Regions from separate parts of the Mus musculus genome. Here all the other regions are linked to region 1. The links are chromatin contacts, called in public Hi-C and HiChIP or PLAC-seq maps. All regions are on one chromosome and are shown on one strand. Each heading gives the region's core, a stretch centred on a gene start, on an enhancer-like site or on the middle of the called end of the contact. The rest is flanking DNA. Distances are from core to core; before and after follow the strand shown. Region 1 has its middle 27 kb from the start of Fam72a. Region 2 overlaps Srgap2 (SLIT-ROBO Rho GTPase activating protein 2). Region 3 overlaps Srgap2 (SLIT-ROBO Rho GTPase activating protein 2).

Region 1 (3,142 bases), core at 328-2,827:
GCCCCAAAACCCACATGATGGAGAGAGAACTAACTCTCACAAGTTGTCCCCCAACTTTCAAAAGCATGTTGTAGTATGTTGGAGATTGGTTCTAATGCTTTGATTCAATTGGGAATCTGCATATCCAAACACCAAAGGCCCTTGTGCCCAGTTGGTTTTTGATCTATCAATAAAGATGCCAGTGGCCAATGGCTGAGTAAAGGGAGAGGGGCGGGACCCTTAGAGTTGCACAGGCTAGGATGCAGGGGGGAGGAGAAAGGAATCTCCATGACTCAGAGGAGAGATGCGGAGGGAAACATGTCAGTGTGCAGGCCGACTTGGTGCTGGAGCAGCTGAGAGTGCTATATCTTGTAGTAATTGTTGCAGTAATTCTCTCCATCCCTAATATGCCCTGGCAATGAAAACACGACTCAATTAATATGAATACATTCTGTGCGCCTAGATTAGGTAGATCTACTGCTACACTACCACCTTCCACATCTATGAGACCCCTTAGAATCCACAGGCAGCAGAAGGAGACTGTACCATGCTGGGTACAGCTTGAGCATAGGAGACTTCAAAGCCTGCCTCCACAGTGACACAATTCCTCCAAGGCCACATTTTCTAATGGCTTGTAGTGGTTTGAATATGTTTGACCCAGGGAGTGGCACTATTTGGAGATATTGCTTTGCTGGAGTAAGAGCGTCCTTGTTGGGGTGGGTTTTGAGATTCTCATCCTAGCTGCTTAGAAGACAGTCTGCTCCTGGCTTCCTATGGATGAAGATATAGAACTCTCAGTTACTCCAGCATCATGTCTGCCTGGATGCTGCTGTGCTTCCTGCTATGACGATTATGGACTGAATATCAGAACCCATAAGTCAGTACCAATTAAATGTTGTCCTTTATAAGAGTTGCCATGGTCATGGTGTCTTCACAGAAATGGAAACCCAAAGACAGGTCAAGCACTCAAACACATGAGTCTATGGGGCCATAGCTATTCAAACCACCACAACTAATTTTTCATAGAAAGATATCACTATATACATGTATTGAAACTTTGTGTGTGTGTGTGAGAGAGACAGAGACACAGAGAGAGACAAAGAGAGACAGACCTACACACAAACACATACACAGACATACAGAGAGACAGACACACAGAGAGACAGACAGAGATACAGAGAGAGACAGAGACAGACCTACACACAAACACATACAGAGACACACACAGAGACAGACACACAGACAGAGACAGAAAGAGACAAATAGAGACAGACAGACCTACACACAGACACATACACAGACACACAGAGATAAACACAGACACAGGGAGAGACAGACTTACACACAGACATATATTATATATGTATATATAAATATATATATGTATATATAGAGAAACAGAGGCATATGTATACATATATATGTTATGTATATATAGAGAGACACACAGACAGACAGAGGCAGGCAGGCAGGCAGACAGACAGACAGACAGACAGACGCACGCACGCACGCACGCACGCACGCACGCACGCACAAGAATAGAACTCAATACGTAACTGTATCACCGGGAACAAAGCCTTCTCTATTCCTGTTCAGTGTCTGGCTAAAGGACAGCAGGTGGCAGCAGAGTCCAGCCTGGGGTTGTAGGAGCAGCTAGAGAGAGAAGCAGTTTTTGAGTAAAGCCTTCCCTCTGAAAAATCTTAACACGAGAATAAAAATAGAACAATGAAGAGCTGGTGCCACGAGCTCCAGTCACTGCAGAGCCTGATGTCATTCACTGTCTGCCATCTGCAGAGCCTTGTCCTTCCAGGAGAAAGCAATGGTCCCAGGCTCTGAGTGGCCCCTCCCCAGCTTTGCTCAGGTCACAGGATGAAGCTGGCTCAGCAGGAAAGGGGCTCTGGGCAAGCGGAGCTGGAGGAAGGACTGATTTTTAGGAGACTGCAGACAATAAAGAGAAACAACAGAATGCTAAGTCAAAGGAGGTTGTCGCAGGAGACTACAAAATGCATGGTGCCACTGGAAGAAAAGTTCAGAAGAGGCAAATCTAGAGACAGAAAGAGATTAGTGGTTGTCCAGGGCATGGGGAGGTGGTAACTGTGGCAGAGCTTCTAATGAAGACCTACTTTCTTGACAGGATGGAAAGATCCTGAAATTTGACTATGTTAGGGGTTGTAAAATTCTCTAAGTATGCTAAGAATCATTGAGTTCTACATTTGAAATGGGTGAAATTTATAGAATGTACGTTTTCTTATAAAGATAGATCATAGGCCTGGCTTCTCTCTCTTACTTGCTATGGTCCCTCAGTTTCTTTTCTATACCTACAAAAATTAAGTCAGGATAATCTAACGAAGGCTATAAAAATGTCAGTCCATAGTGAACATGGAATTCGTGTCATTTTGTTTTCCTGGTAAGATGACATTTTATCTCAAAGCTTAGCTGTGTCATGTTTTGCTTTTGATACAACGACAAATGTCTCCACTGCCTTCTATTCCCACACCAGATATTTTCAATGAACAACTTTGCTTATTACACAACATTGGGAAGTCTCTGAGAACAGAAGTTAATAGTGGTGTTGTGCTGGGAAGGGTCTGAGTAGGAGGGAATATCCCTCCCTTCGACTACAAGGAGAACAAGACAGAGTCACTAGAGCATCCCTGCAGTGCAGCCTGTGCAACCATTGCACAATGGGATCCCAGTCCCCACCATTGCCAAAGGTCTCAGATCGGAGGATCAACGATGTTATAGTAAAAACCATTTTCAACTTGTAATTACTATTGTAATGATTCAGTTTCTCGAGAATGGTAATTGTATAAAATTGCTCTTGCAGTTTTCTTTTCAATACAATGTGCCTGTAAACCATGGATATCCCCTTTGTAAAAAGACACTGTAGATAGTTGAACATTTGATTATAGCAAAGTCATTAGTTTCTTGTTACACATTATTGGGTTTAATATTGTTCTTGAAAATAGTTGATGATTATGTTAAGTATAACTTTTCTAATAAAATTTGTGTTCAAGTTGTACATTTTGGAATATACAAAAAAAAAACATTTTCAGAAACTAGAATATTAGAAGAAAAACCAACACAGTACAACATTGTTCCTTTAAATTCATGTGAATTTCTATACCACACTTGTGAACTATTAAAAGATTTCAAAGTTGGA
Region 2 (3,142 bases), core at 310-2,809, 220 kb after region 1:
GCTTTGTTACAGATTTGCAAGAATTCATTACTTTTTGTGAATGGATATGATATGTGTCACGTAATTTATGTCCTGGTAGCAAGGCATTTTTGGTGGTAGTAGTAGTGAAATGGACATTCTGGTCTCCATATTAAAACAGAGGGCTTGCCTATGCTTGTCAAACAGTGAAGGAAAAAAATATCAAAGCAGCATATGCTAGAAGTTCCCTGCTCTTGGAAAGTGGTGAAGATATCCTTCATCATGGCTTGACTCATAGCTAGTATGTCTAGTGACCACGTGGGCTTTTGGATAGTTTTATGACTGCTTGCTACTGTCATCAGATTAATCTGTCCATGAGACATCAATTAGAAATTTGAAGTATGTCTTACAAAGATCAGTTGTTTGCAATAGTCTGTGGAAAATTATAGAATTTTAAACTTGAAGCATCTTTTAATTATCATTTAACCCAGCCTTCTCATTTGAAAGCTTTGGGGAAAAAGAAAAAGGAAAAAAACGTGCAGCGGATGGATAGCTTGAATAAGGCCTTCATCAAGAGCTGAACCCAGAGCTCAAGTCACTTGCTGGCACGGGCTTTCCCTCTGTCCCCTGCTGAGGAGCTAAAAGGAAAGACTCAGCAACTCTCCTCCCTTATTATAAGAAGGGACTTGTTTTCTGACCTCCTTGTCTTTTTGGCTGTCACTCAACTTATATAGTACATCATCCCCCAGTGTCTACCTCTTTTCATTGTTGTTACACCCTTTTAAAAAGACTAAAATGTATCAAAAGGAAACTAAAAGGAGGTACACATGCCTTACCTACCCCTGACACCTACTTTCCCTCCCTGTAGCCATGGATTAAAACTGGTATATTTAGTCCTTTCAGAGGTTTTCTATGCATAGGCAATTGGTGATCTATCAGCGAGTGCCCTTAATACAATCAATTACACTGGAATTGTAAAAAACGGGGCTGGGAATGTAGCTCAGAAGTTAAGAGTGCCTGCCTAGCTTGTGTGACATTGTGAGTTCCTTCTTCATCCCCACAAAGCAAAATGATAAGAAATAAAGTGTGACAAGCAAGTATGCCACTCTCACTGTCCCCACTAGGCTGTCATCACTTATTCTGAATATTATTCATGTTAGTCTAAAAAGAGTTGTCCCATATCTCACAGAAATCATTTTCCAATGGCTGGACAGAATTCCATTGTATATTCGCATCATCCCCTTTTAGCCATTTCTCTGCTCTGGTTAGCCAAGAATCATCGAAGCCCTAGGAAGCTGGAGTCTCCTAAACATTTTTTTGAAAAAATGGAGTATGGGGTTCTTTTAAAAAAACAAAAACAAAAAACCTTAAAACAAAACTTTTTTTTCAGATTTATTTTTGTTTATGTGTGAGTTTTTGTCTGCATGCAATTGCTTTAAAGGTCAGAAGAGAGCACTGGAACCCTAAAACTTTACCTTGTGAGCCATCATGTGCATGCTGGAAACTGAGCCCAGGTCTTCTGCAAGAGCAGTAAGTGCTCTTAACTGCTGAGCCATCTCTCTAGCCCCAAGTATGGAGCTCTCAAGTGGGAAGTAGAATGAGGAAGGGATTGAAAATAACAAAGTCAAACTATCTGAATTCTTAGGGGTAGATTTGGGTAAGACAATAGGAGAGAAGGCAGGCTTTTGTCCATCAGGCAAGCTGCTAGACTTAGAGCTGTGGTCTGGTATATTACAGTGTGTGTGTGTGTGTGTGTGTGTGTGTGTGGTCTGATTTTATATATAATCTTGATATTATGCTAAATCACCAAAGGGCTACTTATTCCCCCCCCCCCCCCAGCTTCAGCTCTCTAAGCTCCTTGTCTGTTCAGCAGCAACTGAACCCTTCAACCTCCACTCCCCTGATCAAGACAGGATTATTTATCCCCAGCATGTCTGTCCTGACTTCTGGGTAAGATAAGGAAGTGATGGATAGTATGTCTGCAGACTCTGGGATCTTTTTGCCTTCTCACCTAGATGCCAAACCTGAAGTTGTTCTTCCTACCCTTATATTAGGGATTCAGAGCATATCTTGCTGCAGTTTGGTCCTTTAGATTAATGGAACCTGAAAAGGTAACTTCATACTTCTTTATCAGATTGTTACTTGTTTTCATGGTTCACCAAGTGACAGCTGAAGTTACCCAGTGAGCTGTGAACATGAACTTGGGGTTGGGAGTAGAGAATAGAAACGTGAGTGAGGTAAAGGAATTTTTAATCCATTCCCTTTCAGAATTTTGGCTGTATACTGAGCATTCTGGTCTGAGTTAGAGGTTATAGCTTCTTGGATTTTCTTCTTTAGGAAACCCTTGAGACTTCTGGGATAATCTTCCAAAGACAGGCCTTTCAGGACATGGATATTTCCTAGAAGCTTTTCCACTCTGGGTCCTAAGTATGATTCCAAACCTGCAACTAGGCATTGGATGGGGATTAGGATATCATCCAGGGAAGGCTGACAGCAAGTGAGCTGACAGCTGGAACAGATGGAAAGAGAAAGGTGACAAGAGAGCCTATTTTCATGCAGATGTTCTCATGCAAAGGCATAAAGGATCTGAGAACAGGCCTTAAATAAGGCAGCAGAAATGACTTAGCATGGCACTTGTTTCTGGTTTGTTTTATTTAGAGTAGAGGCTGGGTTTATAATCGCAAGGAGCAGTCTATACAGAAGAGAATGAGATTGTTCACCATTTATTCTTTCTTCACATTTATTAAGTTTCTACTATCTGGCACTAAGCATCATGAATTATCAGAATAGTCAATGAGATGGTCTCTGGATAGGAAGACAGCAGAGGGGTAACCCTTCTGTGATTGAGCTATATGAAAATGGTGCCATGGGGATTTATAAGTTACCCATGGGGCCACATGGGCAAGCATAAGAGGTTCTGAGGCCATCTCCCAGAAAAGCAAATTTCCCTTTATTTTAAATGGGAAAGAAGGGAGCAAGCTCTTAGTTAAAACCTCATACTGCACAAAAAGATGTAGAGTAAGAGAATTCAGAACTTTTCACTTTATATTTATCATTAATGAAATGGTAATAGTCATAAAAATCAAGGGCTTGGTTACAGTTCTTTTTCTTTTTTTAGTTAGTGTACAATAAAAGACAGAACTATTATTATTAAAATGTTTATTCATTGGAGCAAAGCCTTGTC
Region 3 (3,142 bases), core at 166-2,665, 170 kb after region 1:
TAAATTACAACTTGTATTCTCCTTTTAATATTTTGTTCTGCTTTCCTTTTTGATACAGGGTCTCACCATGCAGCCACGGCAGGCCTAACTTCCCATCCTGCCTGAGATTCCTGAGTGCTGGGATTATTATGGTGTATACTATCAAACCCAGCCTATAGCATGTATTCTTGTTTCTTTATTTATTCAAAAATCCTGGCTGCAGTTTCTCCTCTCAGTCCTTCCCCTTCCTCCCACCCCATTTCCCAGCTCCTCCTCCATAATATTTTCAGAAAAGCACAGACCTCCTATGGATATCAACTAGCCATGGTATATCAAATAGCAATAAGCCTAGGCACCTCTTCTCCTATTAAGGCTAAGCAAGGGTCTCACAGGCAGGCAACAGAGTCAGAGAAAGCTCTTGCCCCCACTGTTAGGTGTTGCACAAGAATGCCAAGCTACACAACTGTAACGTATGCAGAGGGCCTAGGTCAGTCCTATCTAGGCTCCCTAGTAGCCAGTTCGGTCTCTGTGAGCCCCTATGGGTCCAGGTTAGTTGATTCTGTGGATTTTCTTATCTTACATCATAAATTCTTTTAGAAAGTGTTTTTTAGTTTAGTTTTTGTTTTTTACATGGGTGTGTGTGTGTGTGTGTGTGTGTGTGTGTGTGTGTGTACAGGTGCTTATGCCTGGTGTGAATGTGGAGTTCAAGGGACAACTTGCATGAATTAGTTCTCTCCTAATACTTCTTGAATCTTAGAAATCAAATGCAGGTTTTCAGGCTTGGTGGCAAATACCTTTATCCACTAAGCCATCTTGACAGCCTATGGGGCTATATTCTTGACTTGCCAACGTTTACTATAGATTAACCCTCTACTGCTTATTTAACAATATCTTTTCCCTGACTCCCACCCAGATTCTATTGCTGATTTACTATTCACTAATTTTACATATATATTATATATATATATTTAAAACCTCACAAGAGGTTACTAATTTTGCCTTTTAATAGTAAATATTTACACACACACACACAAGCCCAAACTCTGGCCTTTTCCTTCTCACAGTTGAATGATTTTCATGTGAGAAGGTGCTAGTGAGAAGGAACGTGCTATCCAGAAGGATACAGATTTTTAAAAAGTGTTCATGGGCCATGACTGATGGTAATAGCTGCCACTGTAATTGGCATGCACAAAGACAAGAAGATATAAACCAGCACAGCACCTGGGGAGATCTACTCAGTATTCTAAAGTTGGCATTATGTTCCTCTTAGAGCCAACCATGGTACCTGAAGTGTCAAGAGACTGTTATATTCATGATTAAACCCCTGGAGCCTCTTCCTTTCTCTAGACTGGGATTCTAAGGCAAATGAAGACTTCTAACAGTACACTGATTCCTGATGAACTGGCTGTACTGCTAAGTTCCTCTTTCTCGTTTGATCAGCAGTTTTCTCATTTAGGCATTTCCTGTAGAGTGCTGCTGACTGTTTCATTTCCTACCCGGGTGTTTCCCTCCTCTCGGTGTTCACATGCCAACTTTCAGATGAGCTCTGTCACCTCATGTCTCAGCCCAGCCATCTGAGAACCACAAGGCATTCTTCCTACTTTAACAGCTCCTGGGATTCAATACTGTAGGAGGGCAGATGCTTGCAAGCACTTACTATGCTGTTTCTTTTGCTTTCTTAAGCCTTTGCTTGCTTTTCTTCCTGAGTTGATGTTATGTCCTGAGATTTGTGTCCTCTTTGCCTTTGTGTCTTTTGTTCCTTGTATGTCCCAGTCTACTTGAGGGTACCCAAAGTCACCTAGACACTGTTTCTATGCCTCTAATGTCCAGCCTTGGAAATAAGTAGACATTCGCCTTCAGCACCTAGGACTGGAAGAGAAAGAGCTCTTTATTGTATATTACTGTTCACTGCTTTGGGGTTTGACATATTCTTATTTTTTCTAAGGTCCCAAAGCACATTGTTAGCTTTGAAGGTTTGATTGTTTATTTGTTGTTGTTTCATATATTTTTAATATAAGTACTCATAGCTATACACTTTCTTCTTAGAACTAGCAAATTTCCTGGTATGTTGTACTTTTATTTTCATTTGATTTTTAAGAATTTTTAAATTTCTGATTTCTCATCTTAGAGTGTTTTTCCACATACATACTTTAAAATAATTTCTATGGTTTTTCTTACTATTGTTTTGTTGTTTGATAGAATAAGATACAATTAATCATTCTAGTTCTTTTATATTTTGTAAGTCTTGCTTTATGGCTAGAACATGGCATAGTTTAGAGAAGGGTACGTGGGATGCTGATAACATCTATTCTATAGCTTTTAGATGGAATATTCTGTCTATCTGCTAAGTCCATTTGAACCATGGTGCAGATTAGTCCTGAGGCTTCTTTGGTGATTTTTAGTAGGATGCCTTATTTAAAGAGGACAATGAGGTATCAAAATCACTCTGTATTATTATTGATGTGGGACCTATCTGACCTTTTATGTCCATCAGGGTTTACTTTATGAAATTGGAAGCTAGAATGTTTTGTATATATTTTACAGCTATATCTTCTTAATGATTTTTCCCTTTATTAGTATGTAATGGCTTTCTTTATCTCCTCTAATTTTGATTTGATTTCTACTTTGTTGGATTTCAGAGTAGATATGCCAGTTTGTTTTCCAGCTGCCATTTCTTGATAGATTCTCTTCTGTTCTTAATCTCTTTACCAGTAAAGTGTATTCCTTAAAGACTACAGAAATTTGGATCTATTATTTTAATGTATCCATCTAGTCTGTATCTATTTATTGGTAAGCTAAGCTTATTATTAAGAGATGTTCATTCATTCTTATAATTTAAGCAGCAGTTTCTAAAATTAGGCATTCTAACACAATCCAATCCAAAGTAATGGTGGGAAAATAGGAAAAGTCTTTATCTTTCATTACTGGACTCTGATGCAAAGGATAGTAAACTTGGTACAAGCAAAACACTGCAATTGCTAATGAATGTAACACTTTTGAGTCTATGCCAGACGTAAGCTGCTCAAGAGAGATTGCTCCTCCATTAGTTCTCAGTGATTTTATATTTTAATAGCTTTGGGCTCTTATTTTGTTTGGTTGGTTTGGTTTTGTTGTTGTTGTGTTTTGTTTTTAGCTTTTTATTCTTTGTGAGTTTCACATCATG

Evidence for each region. Hi-C and Micro-C count contacts between places; a contact is called where the count stands out from the background. HiChIP or PLAC-seq counts read pairs in DNA pulled down with a chosen protein or histone mark.
Region 2: a Hi-C map of bone marrow-derived macrophages shows a contact between it and region 1, with 52 read pairs. The contact joins two enhancer-like sites. A contact is called at or near these places in 3 of 15 datasets of contacts at CTCF or cohesin (embryonic stem cells, large pre-B cells and pro-B cells), 18 of 484 Hi-C or Micro-C datasets (bone marrow-derived macrophages, embryonic fibroblasts, embryonic stem cells and 8 more), 13 of 115 datasets of contacts at active chromatin or transcription factors (the 230-238 cell line, CD8 T cells, the HPC-7 cell line and 8 more) and 5 of 9 other capture datasets (adipose tissue, bone marrow-derived macrophages, embryonic stem cells and 2 more).
Region 3: a BATF HiChIP or PLAC-seq map of CD8 T cells shows a contact between it and region 1, with 8 read pairs. The contact joins two enhancer-like sites. A contact is called at or near these places in 1 of 484 Hi-C or Micro-C datasets (bone marrow-derived macrophages), 6 of 115 datasets of contacts at active chromatin or transcription factors (CD8 T cells, bone marrow-derived macrophages, embryonic stem cells and 2 more) and 1 of 9 other capture datasets (embryonic stem cells).

The regions. Positions count from the first base shown.
Region 1 is chr1:131,553,781-131,556,922 of GRCm38.p6, reverse strand. No RefSeq gene overlaps it. Among named protein-coding and RNA genes, the nearest start is that of Fam72a, 27 kb to the right of the region's middle. Within about 2 kb of position 1,577, at least 66 of the 459 cell types and tissues checked have an H3K27ac peak or open chromatin away from gene starts, as enhancers often do. A contact at or near this core is called in CD8 T cells and bone marrow-derived macrophages, where this site is marked.
Region 2 is chr1:131,338,323-131,341,464 of GRCm38.p6, reverse strand. All of the region lies in intron 10 of Srgap2 (SLIT-ROBO Rho GTPase activating protein 2), which reads left to right. The region is part of intron 1 of Gm51644 (a long non-coding RNA gene); the gene reads right to left. Among named protein-coding and RNA genes, the nearest start is that of Ikbke, 60 kb to the right of the region's middle. Within about 2 kb of position 1,559, at least 5 of the 459 cell types and tissues checked have an H3K27ac peak or open chromatin away from gene starts, as enhancers often do. A contact at or near this core is called in bone marrow-derived macrophages, where this site is marked.
Region 3 is chr1:131,382,959-131,386,100 of GRCm38.p6, reverse strand. The region is part of intron 4 of Srgap2 (SLIT-ROBO Rho GTPase activating protein 2); the gene reads left to right. All of the region lies in intron 3 of Gm51644 (a long non-coding RNA gene), which reads right to left. Among named protein-coding and RNA genes, the nearest start is that of Ikbke, 100 kb to the right of the region's middle. Within about 2 kb of position 1,415, at least 131 of the 459 cell types and tissues checked have an H3K27ac peak or open chromatin away from gene starts, as enhancers often do. A contact at or near this core is called in CD8 T cells and bone marrow-derived macrophages, where this site is marked.